Regions from separate parts of the Mus musculus genome. Here regions 1, 2, 3, 4 and 6 are each linked to region 5. The links are chromatin contacts, called in public Micro-C and promoter capture Hi-C maps. All regions are on one chromosome and are shown on one strand. The core of a region is the stretch at or near the end of the contact, and the rest is flanking DNA. Distances in the headings are between cores, read along the strand shown.

Region 1 (3,461 bases), core at 811-3,310, 1.8 Mb before region 5:
TGAAGTGTGATTTCTCTGCCAAGGGGGAGAAAAGAAGGTAGAGGCATAAGAGAGGATCTGTATCCCAGGCAGATGATGCTGATTAGAGTCCTAGGCAGGTTATTTGTCGAAGGATCCTACAGGCACAGGGCATTTTTACACAGAGAGGGGATTTCCATGGATTTTTGTCTCTTTGGTGGTCATTTGGACCTTCCTTTGCCAAATCCACATTTCACAGAGAGCCTTGCCATGCTTCAGTAATTACCCATAGAAGCAGAGTCGGTGATCAGGGGATACGGGTACAGTGAGCTGGGGTTTTAGGCTCGTGGCTCCTAGAGGCAGAGTTGAATGAATGAGTGTGCTTCCCCTTACAAACCTATCCAGAAGGGTGAAGAGTGGTCAGCTCAGGGACAGCTCCGGGAATCCATCTAGCCCTCCCATGGGGAAGCAACGCTTTACCCTAAAGGAAACTGAATTATAAAAGGAAACATTTTATAGCCTTGGAAAACTACCAGTGAGATTTAAGTCACAACTTCCCATTCTCCCTTTAAAGGTGCTTTCTAATAACACTGGGCACATCCCAAACAGCTTCCCTCTGCCAAGAGCACACCAAGAGTGCCTCCCCCGCTCAGCAAACAGGGTGACAAAAAAAAAAAAAAAAAAAAAAAAAAATCAATGCCCAGAGAACCTACATCTCTTCATTTCTAAAGTAAATTGCAAGTGTCTATCTTGCTGGGCATTTATCCACAGGAGTGGCTCCTAACTGAATCTAGGAAATGAACGTGACCTTTAATGGATAATTTGGTTCCCATATGGAAAAGGCAGAGAAGGCAAAACAAGAATGGTGAATGTTGGCCCAAAGTAAAAGTTCTAAGTCGGGTGGGAAAGGGAGACAGATTTCATCTAGAAAGGTGGAAAGGTTGAAAGTCAACCACAGAGCACAAAGCAAGGAGAGAAAATAGTGTTCTATTTAAAAATGATCCACTGCAGAGAAGATGGAACTGGAACGGAGCAGGGATTTTGGAGTTCAAAACTCCTTGACTCTACTAATTATTGCAGTTCGCAGTTCGTTTAAAGCTCGGTGGGCTTAGCATCCTAAAGGAGAACTGGCAGTGGGGAAATCACTCTCAGGGATGGCAGGGATGTGGAGACCCTCCTAAACTCAACAAGCGGCCTCAGGTTAGGCCGGATCGGGGAAAGCTGGGGTATCTTGAATTGCTCCAGACTGTCCGGCGCTGACTGACCCGCGGGCGACCGCAGATTCCACGTGGGAATCCGGGAGAAGGGAACGCATCCTCCACAGCCACCAGGGCGCTCGTGCCACCGAGCCCCCAAAGGACCGCGGAGCAGGGGAGAGCAAGGGGGTCAGTGGGGCTCGCGGGCGCGGCCACTCACCGATGCCGAGCCCCACGACCAGGCGGCCGGCCAGCAGCGTCTCCTTGTTGGCGGCGGCGGCCAGCACGGCGGAGCCCACGGTGCACAGGGCGCTGGCCAGCAGGATGGCGCTGCGCCGACCGAGGGCGCCGTTCAGGGCCCCTCCGGCCAGCGCCGCGACGGCGGCCGCGCCCACCGCGCCCGACACCAGCAGCTCCTGCCACATCGCGCCCAGGCGCATCTGGCGCCGCAGCAGCAGCATGGCCCCCGACACCACGCCGGTGTCGTAGCCGAACAGGAAGCCGCCGAGCGCCGAGAAGGCGGCGGCCGCGTACACGAAGGCCGGGGTCTCGTCGCGCTGGAACTGCCTGCGCGCCGCGCGCTCCAGCTCCGCGCCCTGCAGGCTGGCGGCCGACTCGGCGGCCAGGAGGCTGCGCTCCCCGCCTGGCGCCCCCGGCTCCGGCTGCCGGCGGCGCCTCTCGCCCATCAGGCTGCTCAGGCTGCGCAGCGTGTACTCCACGTCCTCGCTCGCCTTGCGGGACATGGGACAGGCGGACGCCGCCGAGGCGGCTGCGGGGAAGTTGCGTGTGGGGCGCCGCGCACTCTCTGCCAGCTGCTGAGCCGCTGCTCTTCTGCCACCCGAGCCACCCGCCTCGCAGCCTCTGCTAAGCTGGCGCTACGGAGCGGCCGGGGGCGGGGTCGTGCGTCACTTGCCCGCTTGGAGGGGAGGGGCGAATGGGACCCACCTCCCCCTGGTGGGCGGAGACAGAGAAGAACTCCTCCCCCTGGACGCTGCCACCTCCCTCTGTGGGCGGGGTTAAGCGGAGGTCCCCTGGAGACAAGAGCTCTTTGGAGTCAGGGTACCAGGACACAGGGAAGCTTGCCTTCTGGCTGCAGATGAGCTGCTTGCTATCCAGAGCACTCAAGCTCACAGCAGGCTAAGGATCAGGTGAAAGACTCCTTCTGCCCTCCTGCTTGCAATCCGAGGTGGCTGAGACTGCCTGACACTCACCTACTTCTGTCCTTTTGCAGTGAGTGTCCGTGTCCCTTGGCTCTCATGCAATTAGTTTGTTTTGGAGCAATTTGGGACCATGGTCACTGGTGTCTCTAGTTTCCTTTCTCCCTGCTACTCCGTCTTTAAATTCCGCCCTTCTAAAATGCATTTGCATCTTGACTTTCTGAGGGGAGAAAGAGAGACAGAGACAGAGACAGAGACAGACAGACAGAGAGACAAGAGACAGACAGACAGACAGACAGCAACTCTTCTCTCACGAGAAGGCTTCCTGTGGATTCCCAGAGGTAAAGCAACTTTAGCTGTGCGTATATACATCACCTTCTCACATAACTAGCTGATTCCAAGTGGAACAAGGAAACTCAAGAATGTGATCTGTTGTGTGATTGGCAATTACCACCTTTCTTGCCCAGCATGCGAGCCTAAAAAGATACCTTCTCCCTGACAATTCCTGCTGCTGCCCCATTGATTTGAAGAAGCGATTTTAGATGCCCCATTTGCCTGAAACAAAGTAATTTCAAATGGTTTGAGGATGGTTGTTTTAATTGCTAATTGCCAGTTGTTGGCTGGTTTGGAAACCTCCCGTTGATTTAAATATTCTGTAAATTATTTTATGTTGTTTCATTTCCGGAGATAGAGACTAATCAAGTGTCTTTCTGCTGCAGTCTCATTCTTCAGGCGTAGGACACCAGATTTAAATGAAAAAGAAATTTAAAACCCATGGTTTCCGTGAACAATTCCTGTCTTCATTTACTTCCCTTATTTGAACAAATGTTTCTTAGCACGAACCCTATTCATGCAGTTTAAGCTTGTTTCCTTCAGAGAAATTGTTTCTGTCATCCTATTACACTATGAAGTTATTAGACTTTCCCAACGTCCCTTTCACCTTGATTTTTAGTCACCAAAATATCTCACTTTCCAACCACATTTCTCCAAATGTGGGGGGGGGGCGGTTATCTCAGAGGAATAACTTTAAATGTATCGTGTAACTTTAAAGCAAGGTTTTGCCGTCTTCCCAAGGAGAAATTAAACACAGACTTATCTCTCAAATAATGAAACAATAACTTAGACTTCAGAAGATTCAGGCTTGAGTCTT
Region 2 (3,314 bases), core at 195-2,694, 1.1 Mb after region 5:
AGTTACGTGAACTTCTCTGTACACTTCAAGGTCGGATAAGTCAGTCCTGGTCCCTCATCTTGTTCTAAATTCTCTACAGGAAAGATACAAACATCTCAAGCTAATGAAAGGGAATTTCTACCAAGTCACTGGCATAGAAGAAAAGAAAGTCTCATGGTGTTTTCTTGGAGCAGCGGCCCAAGGCCAATTCTATAGGGAATGAATCACAGTCCTCACACAATCTACTCTCTCCACGACACACGGAGCCCTGAGAGAGCAGCTTCACTGCCTAGCTCTTGTATTTCCCAGACTTTACAAGTAATTGATCATCTACATCCTCAGACATTTTCACCCACCAATAATCTAATCTATAGGATTCATCTATAAGCTTTAGGAACCTGTTTTCTTTTCTTTCACACACACACAAAGAAAAAAACTGATTTAATTTCCTGTATAGCATGACTAGCTAATGTGTTCATTATTTACTGTCCATCTTCTTCAACTTAAAGTGTCAGTTCCACATGAGCCAGAATTCTGACTAGCCCATATTCAGAACAGCACCAAGGACATAGTAGGTCTGCAGTAGATACTAGTTGAACAGATACAAGTAGAACACAGTAAGAGCGTTAATGGTGACAAGAAAGAAAGAAGTGTTAACTTTTGTCTATGATAATCAGGAATGGTATATAATAAACTGCTACTTGACTTTGGAAATAGTTCAAGAGACAGAAGCGGGGTAGAAATACCACGTGCAAGTACAATCAAGACGGGCACTGGGGGGGGGGGGGGGAAGGGGGAAGCCCTGACACAGAGCAGAGGGGATAGGGAGAATACAGCTGAAGTAATGCTGACAAGGAAAGATAGTGAACACCCTGTCAAAGGTTGGCATCTGCCCCCGTGGAGTTGTTTCTAATGGCAGATGGAAATCAGCAGTCAGCTCTGACCAAGTCCACAGGGGTCCTCGGAACCCTAGGGATTGTTGGAAAAGAAAGACCATAGGACGGCTTTCCAGGCTACACGTGGGGACAGTGCAGCACGAAGGCATGGCAGTCAAGCAGCTAGTCAAGAGGCGGGCAGACAGGGCACGTGGGGGCGAGGGTGGCAAGAGCTCCTCCTCCGCTCCGCGGGGCGAGCCGAGGCTGCAGAGGGACTCCCACCCCAACCCCACCCCGCTCCCTGGGCGCCGCCACCACGCCTCCCTCCCCGGTCCAGCAGTCTTGGATCCACCGGTGACCCGGCATCCTAATAGACTCTGTGAGCTCTACCTCGCTTCCGTGAGAAAGTGGTCCGCCGAGTGACACAGTGCGCATGCCCAGAAGCCTTTCCGCCGCCTAGCCTCTTACAGGGACATTTAAAGGGACAGGCTCCGGTTGGTGTAGCTCTTCCCTGGGTGGAGCTCGGGGAGGGAAAGGCGTGGCCTTCCGGATTGGCTCCGCCCCTATACTCTCACCCTTAGCTGACCTGCCCTCCCTGTCCCACAGGGGGATATGATGCCCCGGTGACCCGCAGCATCCCGATCGCAGGCAGTCTGAAGTCGCCTGGTGGTCCTGCGTCCTCCACCCCCGAGTCCTCGCCGGACCGTGGCGGGACGCCGATCGCCTTGTCCAGGAAGCGAGGGACGTCCGAGAGGAAGTAGGTTGTATGAGGAAGGCTGATCTCAAGCCACGATCTCTCCGCTGTCCTCTGTCCCGGGCCGGGTTGGTGATCAGTCGCTTCGCTCCAGAACCAGGAAATGGGCGCACTCGGGCAGAGGAGGCTTGGGGAGCCCCGCAGCCTCTGTGCGCTGCTCTGCCGCCGGAGTGTCTCGCTTGCTCGCTATGGGGAGCATAGGAAGCTAGCTGTAGTCAGACAGTCCAACAGGTAGAGGGAGAGGTAAGCGCAAGACAGATTGGAAGCAAGAGAGGGGCAGGAAAAGCATTCCCAAGAGAGCAAGAAAGCACCATTAGCTTTCGGAATGGACACAGTGGCCCCAAAGCAGGAAATTTAAAAAAAAAAAAAAATCGATTTTTCCGTTTCTGGGAGTAATTCTTCAAGATGTATGCCAAAGAGCTCAGGGTTTTTTTTTTTAATTCTCCTATTTTCATGCTAAACATTTTTGCTTCCTACATGTTTCAAGACTGATCTGATCACTCCGGCCAAACTTGGGCCTCCCAGTCTTGTCTTTGTTGTGTTCCCTGTTCAAACAGAAACAAACAAAAAACAAACAAACAAAACAACTTAGGAGATGAATTCGCACTCTACAGTAGCACAGACTTCTGTTGACTGCACTGCAGACAACAACGGACTGAACCGCTGAGCCTGTAAGCCAGCCCCAATTGAATGCTGTCCTTTATAAGAATTGCCTTGGTCATGGTGTCTCTTCACAGCAATGGAAACCCTAACTGAGACAAGTCACCAACTGGGAACCAAGTACTCAAATGAGGGACGATGGAATCCCCTCCTGTTCAAACCACCGCAGGCAGCGTTTAACAGACTGCCAAATGCATTCTCAGCTTGCTACCTTCTTCCATCATTAGAATAAAACTCCCCTGTGTTCTTGCCTCCCTTTTCTCCCTATTCTTCCTAACGTTTTATTTTTCAGGCACCTGGATTAATATCTGTCACAGATAGGACATGTCTTGGTGAATGGATGACATTATACATTTTAGTATACCCAAAGCGTTTTAGTGGCCACTGAAGTATGTCAGTGTTTAGAAATTGTGGACATCTCTCGGCATCTCAAAGGTCTTTTGGCAGATGCATCAGGAACAAACGGGGCTGCTGTAGGGTGAGAGGCATTGGGACAGCTAGTGTAGAACATGGTTGTTTGGGTATGGGGGAAGTTCAGACTGCGTAAAAGTATAAGGAAGAAGTGACCAGGGGGAGGGGCCAGAGTGGGAAGAAACCAAAAATTCTTATATAGGAGGAAGCTTGCTGGGCTTTTTGTTTTTGTGGGGTTTTTTTGTTTTTTTTTTTTGTTTTGTTTTTTGTACTTTGTTGTTATTGTTGTTGTTTGTTTTACTTTGCATTTTTTTTTTTTTGGTCTGTTCCCTGTGTCTTTGGGCCCCATCTCAATCCACAAGCATTGTTCACAGAGGAGAGGGCACAAAGGTCACCCCTAGCAGTCAGGTCTAGTCTTTCAGAGCACTGTAGCAGCCAAGGAATTGAGCTGGTCCCGAAAGGTGTTAAGCGGCTTTGACGTGTAAGTTTTTCTGAGCTCTGATGGGACAGAGAGGTTAACGGACACAGAGATGGCGTCAGCCCAGCTGCTTTAGTTCTGAGTCCTGGAAACAAGGTCTAGAAAGGTAAAGAGGGTTGGGCTGGATGGCCCATTGGTCTCCCCAAGAGGTCAGAGG
Region 3 (3,371 bases), core at 822-3,321, 1.7 Mb before region 5:
CTTTTTAACCCATCTGTAATTTGTTTTGGTGTTTGCTGTGGTTGGCCATGTCAGTTTTATTTCTTTCTTCCTCAGAAGTTAGGTAAACATTGAGTGTTATTTTACTATTCTTTGACTACTTAGTTATGAACTTCTGTCTGCAGCCATCATCTTCATTCTCGTTAACTGGGAAGTTAATGAGTCTTGGAAATTTAGTCAATCAATTCATCACATTTAAAACTCAAGGACACTTTGCCCTAAGGTGTACTGGCTTCTGGCAAATGTTTCCAGCAGAGAGCTCAAAGTACACCCTGTTTGGTGCCCTGCTGAGTATGGAGTCCTACAGGTGGATGATAGTCCTACAAGGGGACTTTGGAAACACGGTGTCACTTAGAATTTTCTTTTGAAGGGACATAAGTCTCAATTTCTGGCAAGGTTTTTGGTGTGTGTGTGTGTGTGTGTGTGTGTGTGTGTGTGTGTGTGTGTGTGTTTTAACAAGAAGTAAATAAAATACGGGGGAAAAAAGAAAAGAAAATCTGAGGTCCTCATGTCATGAAAGCGCATAGAAGAGGTAATATAGGTCTCATATATGTCATCAGCTGAGAGTTTTGTCATTATGGAAAATTACACACAGAGAGGAGCAATGCCCCAGGAATTCATCTCTTACCTTCCACAATTCCCAGTTCATTTCATGTCTAATTCTTCCCGTTTTGACCCCACCCTTCAATCGTGGGTTACTTGGAAGCAAATCCTAACTATTCTAGCCTTGCAAATATTAGCACTTTACTACCACGCAAAGGTGAAAACCCTTGGCAACAAGAAGCACTCAGTGAGTACCCAAGCTGATGGAAACTTGCTTTCTTGTTCTGCTGAAAGTGCAGAGTGTGGACAAACTTTCAGCCTGACCTTCAGTTGTGTCTTGGCTCTCAACCCGCCTCTCAAACCCCTCCACCTCTTACCCATCCCAAAGACATTTCCTCAGACAGGAAAGAACTCCTCATCCGTTTGTGAATTGTTATCAGAATGTTAACGAACTAGAAGCCAGGAAATAAATTAACTGCTCTAATTCTCCTTCGGGGTAAATAACCTTGAGGTTGGGTCATCTGAGACCATAGAACATCCAAGCCTTGACTACAGCACTGTACCAGAGACTTCTCTTCTTGAAAAACCTTACTACGTGAGCATTTTCTTTTGCTTTCTTCTTGGGATGCAACATCTTCTTCACAGGGATGCTTTAGCACTGTGCCTTGCAGATCTGTCCCCTTCTCCCCCGCCCCCTCCCCTTTCTTCTCCTGCTTCAACTCTTCATTTACCTCTTCTCCTTCCCCCTCCCCCTCTCCCCCTGCTCTCTCCCTCTCTCTTCTTCCTCTACTTCTTCCTCCCTCTCCTTTTCCCTTCCCTTTCTCCCCTCCCCCCATTCCTTCTTTCTAGGTAGGCTCTTATAGCCCAGGCTGGCCTTGAACTTGTATGAAGCAAGGATGGCCTCCGATTTCTTTGGTTCTTGTCTTCACCTCCCAGGTGCTGGAATTAGCAGTTGCCCCGGCTTTCAGAATACCCCTTTTAACTTTAGAGGCCCGGGCAGCAGTACTAATAACTAGTTCAGACCAAGAATGCCGTTTAAAGACTGTTTCTTCCAACCTTAGCTTCACTGACTCTGCTGTGAGTTCCATCCTTGAGAGCTGAATCAGAGCTCCCAGATCCTGCCTGCAAACTCAAAACAGAGAGAGGCCTTTTGGCAACCACAACCAGAGCTCAGGATAACCAACAAGCAAACAACTCCTAAAGCCCATGTAGCTGGCCGATTTTGATTGTTAAACGCTGCATTCTTTGGGGAGCAAATTACTCCTCTCCCTATAGGGGGAACTCTTAAAAGAAACCGCTTTCCTGAAAGGGGCCAACTGGGCGGTGTCCTCCTTTCCCAACGCCCCTTTGCTATTCTTAGTGGCGGGGTGGCGGCTTTCGCTTTTCCCCGGCGGAGTTCCCAGCGGCGCGATGCGGCTGGGCAGGCCGGGCTGAGACTGGGCAGGGGCGGTCGCCGTCACCGTCTGGGCGCGGCTGGGGACCGAGGGCTGGGCCTGCAGCGGAGGCGGCCGAGCAGCTCTGAGAGCAGGAGCCGTCCCAGCTCGCCGCAGTCCCCGCCGGCTGCACCATGGCCAGTGGCGCCTGTCAGGGCTGCGAAGAGGAAGAGGAGGAGGAGGCTCTGAAGAAGTTGATAGTCAGGCTGAATAATGTCCAGGAAGGCAAGCAGATCGAGACGTTGCTTCAGCTCCTGGAGGACATGCTGGTGTTCACCTACTCGGACCGCGGTAATGCCTGCAGCCCCTCCCTCCTCTGCAAACTTTATCCTGCACTTGAGTCTTAATCTTGGGCACCCCACTCCTTTCCTTCAGGGAGGAAGGAGCTGAGATCCCTGGAAGATTGAAAGGATGCCAGGATGCCGTGGTTTGTGACTTTGTTTTCATCCCCCATTTGCCCCCTTCTTTTCCAGCCTCCAAGTTATTTGAAGATAAAAATTTCCACGTGCCTCTGTTGATTGTCCTGGACTCCTACATGAGAGTTGCCAGTGTACAGCAGGTAAGCGGGCCTTCCCATCTGTTCCTGAAGACTGTTCTGTGATAGGCCTTATGTCCCGGGGTCTTGAGATTTGCTTTAAGAGGGGAAATCTTGTCAAATGTTGGCAGAGGAGAAGCACCTTTGACATTATCTGGGTGGTGGTAGCAGCAAAATGAAAACAGGGCTCTTATTGGCAAGGTGAGTCCGTTAACCTTTCAAACTATTCTAAGAATGCTCCTTAATATACAGCGAGTTTCTGGTAGAGCAGTGCAGTGAATATTTCCAGCAAGGGAGGGTAATTAAAAAAACAGTAATAAAACAGTCAAGTCTAGGGTCAGTTTGCTTTTATACTTTTAAATTAGAAGACACATTTCAAGGATTCTTCCTGCAGTGTATATCACCCAGTATCTAAAGAAAGTGATGTTTCCCGAATGCCCCCTCGCCTGCCGTGTTTACATTTCTACTTTGCGGCTGTTATCATACAAAGTGGATACAAAAGTAGAACTTCTGTCTGGATCTGTGTCACAGGAAGTCCAGAAGTAGGCTATGTAATTAACTGTGATTTTAAAGCAGACTCGGATAAGTAAGAATGGCTTTCAGTCAGGACAGAATTACTTCTGAAGGTGCTAACTTCCTTTAGAGGTTTGCGATCTGGGGAACTGAAATCAGTTTTGTCATCCAAATACTGAGAGTTATTTGTCGGGGAACTCTGGAGGCACGGGAAGAATAGAATACTCCTTCATAGTCATTCTAGAGACTAAACTTTTCTTAGTCTCCAAGTTCTCTCTCTCTCTCTCTCTCTCTCTCTCTCTCTCTCTCTCTCTCTCTCTCTCCTCCTC
Region 4 (3,158 bases), core at 615-3,114, 1.2 Mb after region 5:
GGGAAAAGAATCCTAATTATAATAGTAAGAGTGCAGTAGAGTCTGAGAATTCATCGGAGAAAGTAATCTCTAACTCACTGAAGGATTCCTGGAGTTCACTGGGTATTAAGGGGGGAATGGTAAGATTTTGTCTCTGCCCCCAGGCAGCTCAAAGAATGGTGGTGGTGGTGGTGGTGGTGGTGGTGGTGGTGGAGAGTTAAGATAAACTGGAAAAAAAAAAGTAAAAACCAAATATCACAGTGAAATGCACAGAATGCTGACATAGGATGCACACAAGGAAATTTGTAGACACACCATGAAAGAGACTTGCTAAGCCACAGTTTCCAGAAAATAAACTATGACCACTGTCACTTGCAAAAATGTGAAGCCAGCAGGAGGGACAGCAGAGCCCCCTAGGACTTGCTCTCCATGGCCACTTCAAGTCCGCAGATATCGCAGCTGCCTCTGCTTCCTAAAACTCACTTCTGAATCCTCAGTCCAGCCAGGAAAAGGGTTGCCCTGGCCTTCCTAAATGTGCTGCTGTTGGCACCCAAGAATGATCTCCTTTTCCATTCCACAGTACAGACTGTGATCATTCCCATTAGCACCAGCTGTCAGTATGCAGTAGCTAGCTATGTGCATGCTGGATATAGCAACGTTTAACACATTAAAGCAGCCAGCAAGCTGAGGTAGCGGTTGCTATTAGGGGCTGAGTAAGCAGCAGACATGAGGAAAGAGAGGGGTTCCTTAGGCCAAGTCAAAGGTTCCTCCTGACACATGCTGCAGAGAACTAGACAACCCACACCAATGACAAGCATTGGGGAGATGTGCTTATGTGTACATGTGTGCATGAGTGTATGTGTGCTCACGTATTTGTGCAATGTATACATTATCGTATATTTGTATTTATGTGTGCGTGTATGTATCTATGTACACACACTATTTCTGTACAGACAACTATCTATATATGCATATATACAGAGACACAGCCATGTACCAATCTGTCTATATGGGCACACATATTTACATATATGCATATGTGTGCATCTATATATACATACACATATATGTATGTATACGCACATAAGTGAAGATATATGCACAAATACACATAAATATATATGCATATACACATATAAATTTACATATGTACAGACACACACAGAGATACACACACATATATATGCATATACACACAGACACAGACACACACACATGTATGTATGTGTACATGCATATGTGAATATATATACATCCATACACAAATATATATGCATATACACACATAAATTTACATATACACAGACACACAGAGATACACACACATGTGCGTATACCCATACATATACACAAGACACATAAATATATATGCATATACACATATAAATTTACATATACACAGACACACACAGAGATACACACACATATATATGCATATACATATATATATGTGTATATATATACACACACACACACACACACACACACACACACAGACACACACACAGACACACATAGACCGACATACAGACACACACAGGCACAGACCCTCTGCCCACCCCCACCCTTCACACAGCCGCAGGCAGGGATGCTGTGTGACCGAGGTCGCCTTAGAAAGTTAGCGGTCCCAGCTGCTGGCAGGCGCAGGTTCCCCGCAGGGTGCTGCTGATGCGGTTCCAGCAGGCCATGGCCGGGTGGCGCTCTCCCTAGGCCGCCGCAGCGCCCCTGCCCTGCTGTGCCCTGCCGTGCCCTGCCGTGCCCTGCCCCGCCCCGCCCGGTCCGGTCCGGTCTGGCTCCGCAGAGGCGCGGCAGGCGGGCGGGCGTGGCGGCATGTGCCCGGCGCGGTCCGGGGCCGACTCTGCGGCGCGGCGGGAGCGGCGAGGGCGGCCAGCGTAGGCGGCGGCGTGGGCCGCGGTATTTATAGCCAGGTGACAGCAGCGCGCCGCGGCCCGTGTCGCCGCTCGTCCTGCGTCCGCCGCGGTGGCCGAGCCGCGCGCCCTCCGGTGAGTACGCGGCGGCCCGCAGCCCTCGGCCCGCAGTCCCGGGCGCACAGGCAGGCCGGATCCCCGCAGCCCCGCAGCCCCGCGTGCCCCCGGGCCGGGGACGCGGGAGCCGGCCGGGGACCGAGCCAGCCGAGGCTCCGGGGGACCGGCCGCGGGCAGCCCGAACTTTCCCGCTCCACCGATTCCGGGGCGCAGGGACCCAAGCCCCCGGCTGCCTGCCTGCCGGGGAAAGGAACAGGTTGCATTTCCTCCGTGTCCTTTCGGGAAGGAAATGGGAAGGCCTGTGTGTTTGCGAACTCCATCGTGACTGAATTAAAAAAACTAGTTTTCCATTTCTATTTTGAAAAATACCACAGGCCCGCGGCTGTGTGTGACCCGTGAGAGAACATCTAGCCTGCTATGATTCATTCTACCCTCTGTGGAACATCGGTGTGTGTGTGTGTGTGTGTGTGTGTGTGTGTGTGTGTGTGTGTGTGTTTGTGTGTGTGTGATACTTACCTTGATATTAGTGTATGGACACAAAGAACAAAGTGAGTTGAAGTATGTAAAATATGAGGTACCCCCACCTCAGTCTTGGAAGCTTTTATGGTTTGATTTGCATTCTGTAGCAAGTTGTAATTTACTGAATATAGTGGTAAAATCTATGTAAAAACTATTTCTGTTGTATCTATCATCCATCCATCCATTGATTGATCAATCAATCGATCCATCTGGATATAGTATCTTTCTATTCCCTCAACCTTTGTAGTTTAAGAGCAACTGGGGATTTTGACTCAGCCGTTCGCCACTGCTTGCTCTCCCATTCTCCATATAATTCTTGTGATTAAAAAAAAAAGTACCCATCAGTTTTTCTTAATTTGCTTTAAACTGCCAGTCACTTAAAAGGTAACTCCGGGCTTGAATGAACTTTAATCAGCCCGTTGAGTTTTGTTGTCTTGGAGTAAGACCTCAACAAGCAAATGGCCCGAAGGGCAGTCTGTGCTTTCTTAAAGGGTCAGTCCAATGGTCACGTCTCCACTTTATAACCCAATAGGACGGGCTGGTCCCCACCTCACCATTACACTGGGATGCTGTCTTTCTGGAAGACCTTCAAACCAACTTCACTCTTCGCTTCTGGGTTAAAAAGCTTGCTTATCGATGTCCCAAGGTCTGCAAGGATAAAAACACCGGAGGAGG
Region 5 (3,315 bases), core at 145-2,644:
GCCTGTTCTACAGAGTGAGTTCTAGGCCAGTCAGGCACAGAGAAACCCTGCCTCGAAAAAACACACAAACAACAAATTCTCTTTGGGAAATTAAAACAAAATTGAAAAATTTCCCACTAAAATTTGCAGAAGATATCAACTAAAAATTTTCCCAGGGAGCAGTATTTTTGCTTAAGCTTCAGATTGTCTCTAAAGAAAGAATCCATTAGTTAGATGTACATACAACTTACCCGGTATAAATCATTGTTTGTTAGGGAGAAAGGCAAGTTGGATACATAAACTGTGCTTTTACTTGGCGCCAAGCCACCGCTCATTTCTAAAACGGAAAAAAAGGAGACATTGGGAATCTTACTCCAAGTAGAACCAAACAAGGACCATCACTGACTTAATTAGGGTAGAATTCCTCAGGCTCCATTCATTTAAAGAGATTAGAGTACCAGTGTGGGTAGGGTGTGAATTACCATATTCCTTTTCTAGCAGCGGGTGTTAAGCCTTTTAGGGCTGCGGTGCGATTGAAGAGGGGTTTTAGAGAGATGGAGAAGCCACAAGGCTATTTTTAACGCCTTCTTAGGGTAAAAGCGGAAAAGATGTTTCCCAAGGATTCGCCCACCTCCGAAAGGGACACCTGTCTACCCCGCCTCTTTTGTTCTTGTTTTTAAAAAAACTCCTGTATCTACGTCTGTATATATGGATTACTGATATAGGTAGGCCATGACGACAGAGACTCGGTTTTGTTAAGCTTGGGGTAGTTTCACATTTTGATAAAGTTCTTTAGATTTTTAAATTTCGTGCACAACCAAATCATGAAATGACACTCTATTACATGGATTACCTACTTTGAATGGGACATTAACCTGTATATTTATCAATGTGCTTAGTAATCAACGTCACTGTTAAAACTCTGCAAATTACAGGTGAAACGATCGCGTCGGTCGGCAGCAAGTGTTAAGAACCCCTATGAATGACAATGGACCCGGCACCCCGGAGGGCGCCCCGCTGGCCCAGTAGGAGGATTATTCAAAAAGCCTTAGCTAGCCAAAACCTGCTTGTCGCGTTTCCAGTTTCTCACTCTGAGAAATGCTAACCCCGGCTGGACGTTCCTGGGGCCGGAGCTGGGGTCAGGGTCGAGGCCGAGGCCGAGGCCGAGGCCGAGGCCGAGGCGGAGGCCGAGGCGGAGGCCCGGGCCGCGGCCGTCTCCTGGGCCCGGCGCCGTGGGAGCTTACCTTCGGCGCAGAGGCGAAGCGGAGAGGATGCGAGCCCGCGGCGGCTTCACCTCCGGCTGCCTTCCGCGGCGCGCAAAAGCGCGGGCGTCCGCGAACGCAGCGCGGTGCAGCGCTCCTTCCGACTCCCCCAAACCCCGACGGCCCCGGGCCGGAGGCTGGCGCGCCGGGCGACGTCACCGCGCGCGCCGGAAGTGCCTTTAGGGCGAGCGGACGTCTGGCTTCGCGGGTTTCACCGGCGGCTGAGGCGGCGGCGACAGAGGCGGCGGCGACAGAGGCGGAGGCTCAGCAGTGGGACGTAGGTGAGCGAGTGGCTCTCCGCAGAGGCGCGAGGGGCGCATGCGGCCGGCGGGCGGGCGGGCGGACGTTTCCTGCGGCGATGGAGATGTGCTTTATTCTGGACTCCTAGTGGAACCTGGAGAGGGACTCAGTGGATGCGGGAGGAAAGCGAAGTGTGGAGGAGAGTGAGACCCAGGTTCCGCTTCTCGGCAGGAGTTTAGTAAGCAAAAGGGGAGTTCTCAGCCAGGCAACTTCAGTGACGCCAGGTCAGTCAGGAAGTCTGGGTTTTTATCTTATTTTTTATTTTTTGGACCTAACCGACTCTGTAATAGGCACTTTGAGAGACGGACAAAAGAGTGCCAAAATAATCCACTTGCTGTTGAGAATGTCAGTGTGGCCGGGGAGACAAAGCCCACGTGGGGACAGTTGGAGTCACACAGTGACCCATTCTTGAGTACTGGCACGGACAGATGTTCAGCTCCATCGTCCCGTTGTTTATTACTATTTTTTCCTTTCTGAAAATATGGAATGGGTACGCACTGATTATTTTTTTGTTTTCCGAGACAGGGTTTCTCTGTGTAGCCCTGGCTGTCCTGGAACTCGCTCTGTAGACCAGGCTGGCCTCGAACTCAGAGATCCCGCCCGCCTCGCCTCCAGAGTGCAGGGATTAAAGGCGTGCACCATCACCGCCCGGCTACACTGATTATTCTTTAAGAGCTCGTCGTTTCTACAGAGAAATCCGAATGCTTATTTTGCCCGGTAGTTTAAACTTAACTTCTACCCACCAGCACGTACAGACCAGGCCTGTAACTACTCCCTGGGAACCTGCGTGTCAGCAGCCCGGAGCCCAGAGCCTGTCGTGGAGCCTGCACAATCAATCCTGACTGAAGCGGAGGGACGAAGTGCAATCCACCCAGGGCGCCGCTGAGTTTTGAGAGGCATTAATTCCTTGGCGTCCACCAAGGGACCACTGGGACTAATTCTCATGGCAAACTTGTGGCCAGCCCAAACTCCCAGGCTTCACATCCCGGTTGTGCTTGGTTATCGCCCACGATGTAAGCCCCTTTGGTCTTCTAATTGTTTGAGCCTTAACTCTCCGCGCTGTTTCGTGCTTCCTCTCGATTTGGGGGTACCACTGCTTCTCCTTCCTTAGTTCACCCTGAGCGCATCGTCTGTGCTCCTGGAATCTTATTTTGTCTGCTTAGCAAACACTTATTAGCCTTGTTTTGAAACTGTCTTGCGTTTTCTGACTCTTTAACAAAGCTGTGGCTTTTGCCTTTAAATTGAACTTTTTTTTTTTCCCCTGACATCTGGGTTTTAAGATTTGGTGTTGCTCCATCTGTATCGAATTGATTGCATTTCCTTGATTTTTTTTTTCTTTCAGTTTTTGTTCTCATTTTTCCTTTTGGTCCTATGATTTCCCTGCCTTCTACCTCTTTCTATTAATATAATCCCCATCCCCTACCCCCCATCCCCCCAAGCAGGGCCTAGAACTGGTGATTCTCTTGTTTTGCCTCAGCCCTCCTACGTTCTGATTACTGGCCTTCCTCGGGCTTAGCCCAGCTCTTATTTTTGAGTAGTCTTTCCCTAAGTTCCCAAAGTTAGGTTCTTCTAAGCCCCCTCCAGCAGGAGCCAATTGCTTCCTGATTGTGTCTTTCATCTTGAATTTAAATTAAACGCTGAGGGTGGGAGTGTTTGTTTTGCTTATCCTTGGAATGCTGCTGCTGTTTGCCGTTTTTAGAGGTTTTAGGTAGTGAGTGAGTGGGTGGCAGGATCCGGTCAGGTCATCAGCTACTTAGGAACAACAAATGGCACA
Region 6 (3,240 bases), core at 517-3,016, 1.0 Mb before region 5:
TGGATCACATGGCGGTTTCTGACTCATGTTAGGTGTTTGCTATTGAACTGAACTGCTGTTAACCTGACAACCAAGAGTGGAGTCACCTGAGGGAGCTACTTCTCAACAGGTCCTCAACCCTCTTTTCCTAGTAACCTTTTTTTCCCTCTCCTACCTCCAGTCAGTAGGCTAGAAGGGAAGTTGATGTGTTTAAGAACTCTAAATAAAATCGGCCTTAAAAAAATTAAGACTACATAGATGTGTAGAACATATACAATATAGCTTTTTTATTTTGACAAAAACAAAAAGAATATTTCAGATATCTGGAACATCACTTCAAGGTTTCCTTGGCTCTCAACAGCTCTCAGAAGGTTCTGATTGGAAGCTATTTGCCATTATTATCACCAAGTCTGGATTTGTTTGTACTGATGCTCTTCACAGCCTTCCACGAACAGCACCCAGCTGGCAAGGAGGGTGATTAATTTAAGAATCCTCATCCCAAGCATCTCGCATGGTTTCTGGTTAACGGCGGTAAACCACGTGCTTATATCCCGGTGTTACCTGGTGTTATGGGCTCTTTGTGTTCTTAAGTTTCGGGAGAAGGCGATGGCCCTGGAAGGTCCCCTATGTTTTCAGGAAGGCAGGCCACACACCGAAGGACAAACTAGAAGGGATTTGGAATTTGGAATGATTCTCTTCTGTTTGAGTAAAGAGAGGCTTCTAACCGGGCCGGGGTGGCGCATGCCTTTAATCCCAGCACTCGAGAGGTAGAGGCAGGTGGATTTCTGCGTTAGAGGCCAGCCTGGTCTACCGGGTGAGTTCCAGGACAGCCAGGGCTATGCAGAGAAACCGTGCCTCTTTTGTTCATGATTATCACTTTGTTGTTGTTGTTGTTGTTGTTGTTTTCTTCCAGGTGCTCAAAAGGCCATACCCCGTGCCCAATAGTAAAATGTTTCTCATAGCCCATTCCCAGTAGTGAAATACTTCTCAAAGTGGAAAATACAGAGCGTGACAATTCTCTGAACTGGGAGGCAAGCTGCAGTTAATGAAACCTTAGTCTTTTCACCTGGCGGAAGGGAGGGAGGCTGCTCATTGCCTTCCCCCACAGCAAGAAAAAAGTGCCCCAGGCAGACAACTGGCCTGTCCCCAACCCTCACTGCTGGTTCAGAGATCACCCTTTGCTACAATCACCTGATTTCCATATCTTGATTTGAGAAGCCTGGCTCTGGGGATGATTTCCTACGTGTTTTTTTTTTTTGTTTTGTTTTTTGTTTTTTGTTTTTTGTTTTTTGTTTTTTTGTTTTTTTTCCAGCGCGGAAGCTTTAGAGTCAGAGTTCTTAGTTGACGTTTTGTTTGTTTTTTGTTTTAGTTACCTCCCTTGAAAGAACAAAAGTGTATTCATCACTTCAAACTTTTTTTCTTTCTAACTAAGGATTTGCCTGACACAAGATCCTGATCCCTGGAATGTTCCACCCTGGTAGACTTTAACATTCTCAGTATCAATGCTTTGCCCATGGCCAGCTGTACCCAGACAAAGCACCCTGGGGGACTCAAGTTCTAGACTCAGAGAAAGAATAAAGCTGGCCCAAACACTACTGTAAACAAGCCTCCCTCTCAAGGATAAACTTGAAAGACCGTGCATTACAAAGCCATAAAGAAGTGGGTAATGGGGAAGGGTTCACTCAGGTGGCTTCAATGAGCTTCAATACAGAGAAGTCAGGACCTAGCCACAGCTTTGAAACTCCAAGCCAAACTTATTCTGAGCTCACACACAAACCTCCCCCCTCAAAGAGCTCAGCAGCGGTAAGACCGCTGGCCCTGGCGCAGCTTGGGGGTGATTGAAAGAAGAAGCGGGGACACCCCTTTTGGCTCTCCTCCCTCCCACCACTAGCATGGGCTTCGCTTTGGAGCGTCTCGCGGAAGCCGTGGACCCCGCTTTCCAGTGCCAGCTACTGTGTGGCCAGGTACTGGAGGAGCCCGCGTGCACGCCTTGCGGGCACGTCTTCTGCGCCAGCTGCCTGCTGCCCTGGGCGGCGGGGAGACGCTGGTGCCCGCTGCAGTGCCAGCCGCTGGCGCCGGGCGAGCTGTACCGGGTGCTGCCGCTGCGCAGCCTGGTCCAGCAACTGCGCGTGCAGTGCAACTACAGCGGACAGGGCTGTGGCCACAGGGGCGACTGCGGGTGCTGGCAGTGCACATCCAGCGCTGCGCCTTCGGCCCTGCCAGCGGCTGTGACAGCCACTGCCCAGGCGGCTGCGGAGGCGGCGGGGAGGAAAAGCACCCGGCGACCAAGACCTGCTGGAGTGGGGACGCGCGTGAGGGGCCACCCGGACCTGGAGGTCGGCCTCTGGTTGTCGCCTGCTGTCGGGGTGGGGAAGACGCGGCGGGCGCAGGTCAGCTTGTTGCAGCGCAGGTATCAGGAGAAGTTGGCTCTGTACATGGCGCACACGCGCAACTTCGTCGGGAACCCGGGAGGCCGCGGCCAGGTAAGCCCAGGGGAATGAACCCCAGAGCACGGTTGGGATGGGAAGGGGAGCGTCTTCCCGACTGTTGAGGACTCCTTATGGAGGTGCCATCCCTTTTTCAGAGCTGCATCTGATTATGCTCTGCCACCTTCATCTGCATCGCTGCCCCAGAAACACCGTTTAGGATTAAGGGAGTCAAACTCAACTTCTCCAGGAGGAGAAATTGAGTGAACTCTTTTCCCATCCACACTCTGTTCTCATCTTCCACTCCCCTGCTCACCTAAGCTGCCCATCTTTCGCGTCCTTGGCCTGTGCCTGGAGCAAATTCTATAAGTAAACCGGTTAATTGGCTGTGAGAGACTTATTTTCTCTGCCAAAATATGCCTATCAGTTAACTACCCACCCTTTCCTCAGCTCAGGGGCCTCGAGGGATGGTGGTGACAGAGATACCGACCTTCCCTGTTGATTCCTCTCTCCTGACCTCACGAGACCTTATTGGTGGCCAGTGTGCCTGTTATTACCTGGGGACCTGTCCCAGGACAAGAACAAAGGCCTGAAGTCACAGTGCCTCCTTGAGTACCTGGCAGAGGCAGCTGTCTTCCCTACTTCATGGAAGGGGCTAGTCCTGAGCTGCGAGCTGCAGCCTGGGTAGAGAGACGTGTTTATCAGCTGTCTTCAGTTGGTGTTTGACTTGAACGGTCTCTGGCAGAGCAAGCAAGATTTGACAGAACTTGTACCCCCTACTCAAGTGCTGTTTTCACTTCTTCTACACGCCCCCCCCCACACACACCCCCCCGGG

What was found. Promoter capture Hi-C pulls out the DNA fragments that hold promoters and counts their contacts. A called contact is a pair of places that touch in the nucleus more often than the background predicts.
Region 1: a contact with region 5 is called in a promoter capture Hi-C map of pre-B cells, with 3 times the contacts expected there. The contact joins the promoter of Slc2a13 here to the promoter of Zcrb1 in region 5. A contact is called at or near these places in 2 of 39 promoter capture datasets (the 3T3-L1 cell line and pre-B cells).
Region 2: a promoter capture Hi-C map of liver shows a contact between it and region 5, with 4 times the contacts expected there. The contact joins the promoter of Irak4 here to the promoter of Zcrb1 in region 5. A contact is called at or near these places in 15 of 39 promoter capture datasets (the 3T3-L1 cell line, the C10 cell line, the HPC-7 cell line and 11 more), 1 of 15 datasets of contacts at CTCF or cohesin (large pre-B cells), 8 of 484 Hi-C or Micro-C datasets (CD4 T cells, CD8 T cells, the G1E-ER4 cell line and 5 more), 19 of 115 datasets of contacts at active chromatin or transcription factors (the 230-238 cell line, the NIH/3T3 cell line, acute myeloid leukemia and 15 more) and 3 of 9 other capture datasets (adipose tissue, embryonic stem cells and liver).
Region 3: a promoter capture Hi-C map of pre-B cells shows a contact between it and region 5. The contact joins the promoter of Lrrk2 here to the promoter of Zcrb1 in region 5. A contact is called at or near these places in 3 of 39 promoter capture datasets (the 3T3-L1 cell line, the SN4741 cell line and pre-B cells), 1 of 115 datasets of contacts at active chromatin or transcription factors (large pre-B cells) and 1 of 9 other capture datasets (liver).
Region 4: a contact with region 5 is called in a promoter capture Hi-C map of liver, with 4 times the contacts expected there. The contact joins the promoter of Tmem117 here to the promoter of Zcrb1 in region 5. A contact is called at or near these places in 5 of 39 promoter capture datasets (the 3T3-L1 cell line, hippocampal neurons, liver and 1 more).
Region 6: a contact with region 5 is called in a Micro-C map of embryonic stem cells, with 4 times the contacts expected there. The contact joins the promoter of Pdzrn4 here to the promoter of Zcrb1 in region 5. A contact is called at or near these places in 3 of 39 promoter capture datasets (cranial neural crest, frontonasal cranial neural crest and second pharyngeal arch cranial neural crest), 1 of 484 Hi-C or Micro-C datasets (embryonic stem cells) and 1 of 115 datasets of contacts at active chromatin or transcription factors (forebrain).

The regions. Positions count from the first base shown.
Region 1 is chr15:91,571,201-91,574,661 of GRCm38.p6, forward strand. It overlaps Slc2a13 (solute carrier family 2 (facilitated glucose transporter), member 13), which reads right to left and starts at 2,061. Exons shown (of 10, transcript NM_001033633.3): 1 at 1,375-2,061. The coding sequence starts at 1,897.
Region 2 is chr15:94,542,216-94,545,529 of GRCm38.p6, forward strand. Irak4 (interleukin-1 receptor-associated kinase 4) reads left to right here and starts at 1,445. Exons shown (of 12, transcript NM_029926.5): 1 at 1,445-1,611. It overlaps Pus7l (pseudouridylate synthase 7-like), which reads right to left and starts at 1,292. Exons shown (of 9, transcript NM_172437.3): 1 at 1,245-1,292.
Region 3 is chr15:91,671,153-91,674,523 of GRCm38.p6, forward strand. It overlaps Lrrk2 (leucine-rich repeat kinase 2), which reads left to right and starts at 2,072. Exons shown (of 51, transcript NM_025730.3): 1 at 2,072-2,285; 2 at 2,468-2,553. The coding sequence starts at 2,129.
Region 4 is chr15:94,627,321-94,630,478 of GRCm38.p6, forward strand. It overlaps Tmem117 (transmembrane protein 117), which reads left to right and starts at 1,865. Exons shown (of 8, transcript NM_178789.4): 1 at 1,865-1,982.
Region 5 is chr15:93,396,940-93,400,254 of GRCm38.p6, forward strand. Zcrb1 (zinc finger CCHC-type and RNA binding motif 1) reads right to left here and starts at 1,395. Exons shown (of 8, transcript NM_026025.3): 1 at 1,224-1,395; 2 at 231-316. The coding sequence starts at 314. It overlaps Pphln1 (periphilin 1), which reads left to right and starts at 1,411. Exons shown (of 9, transcript NM_175363.4): 1 at 1,411-1,522.
Region 6 is chr15:92,395,044-92,398,283 of GRCm38.p6, forward strand. Pdzrn4 (PDZ domain containing RING finger 4) reads left to right here and starts at 1,767. Exons shown (of 10, transcript NM_001164593.1): 1 at 1,767-2,462. The coding sequence starts at 1,872.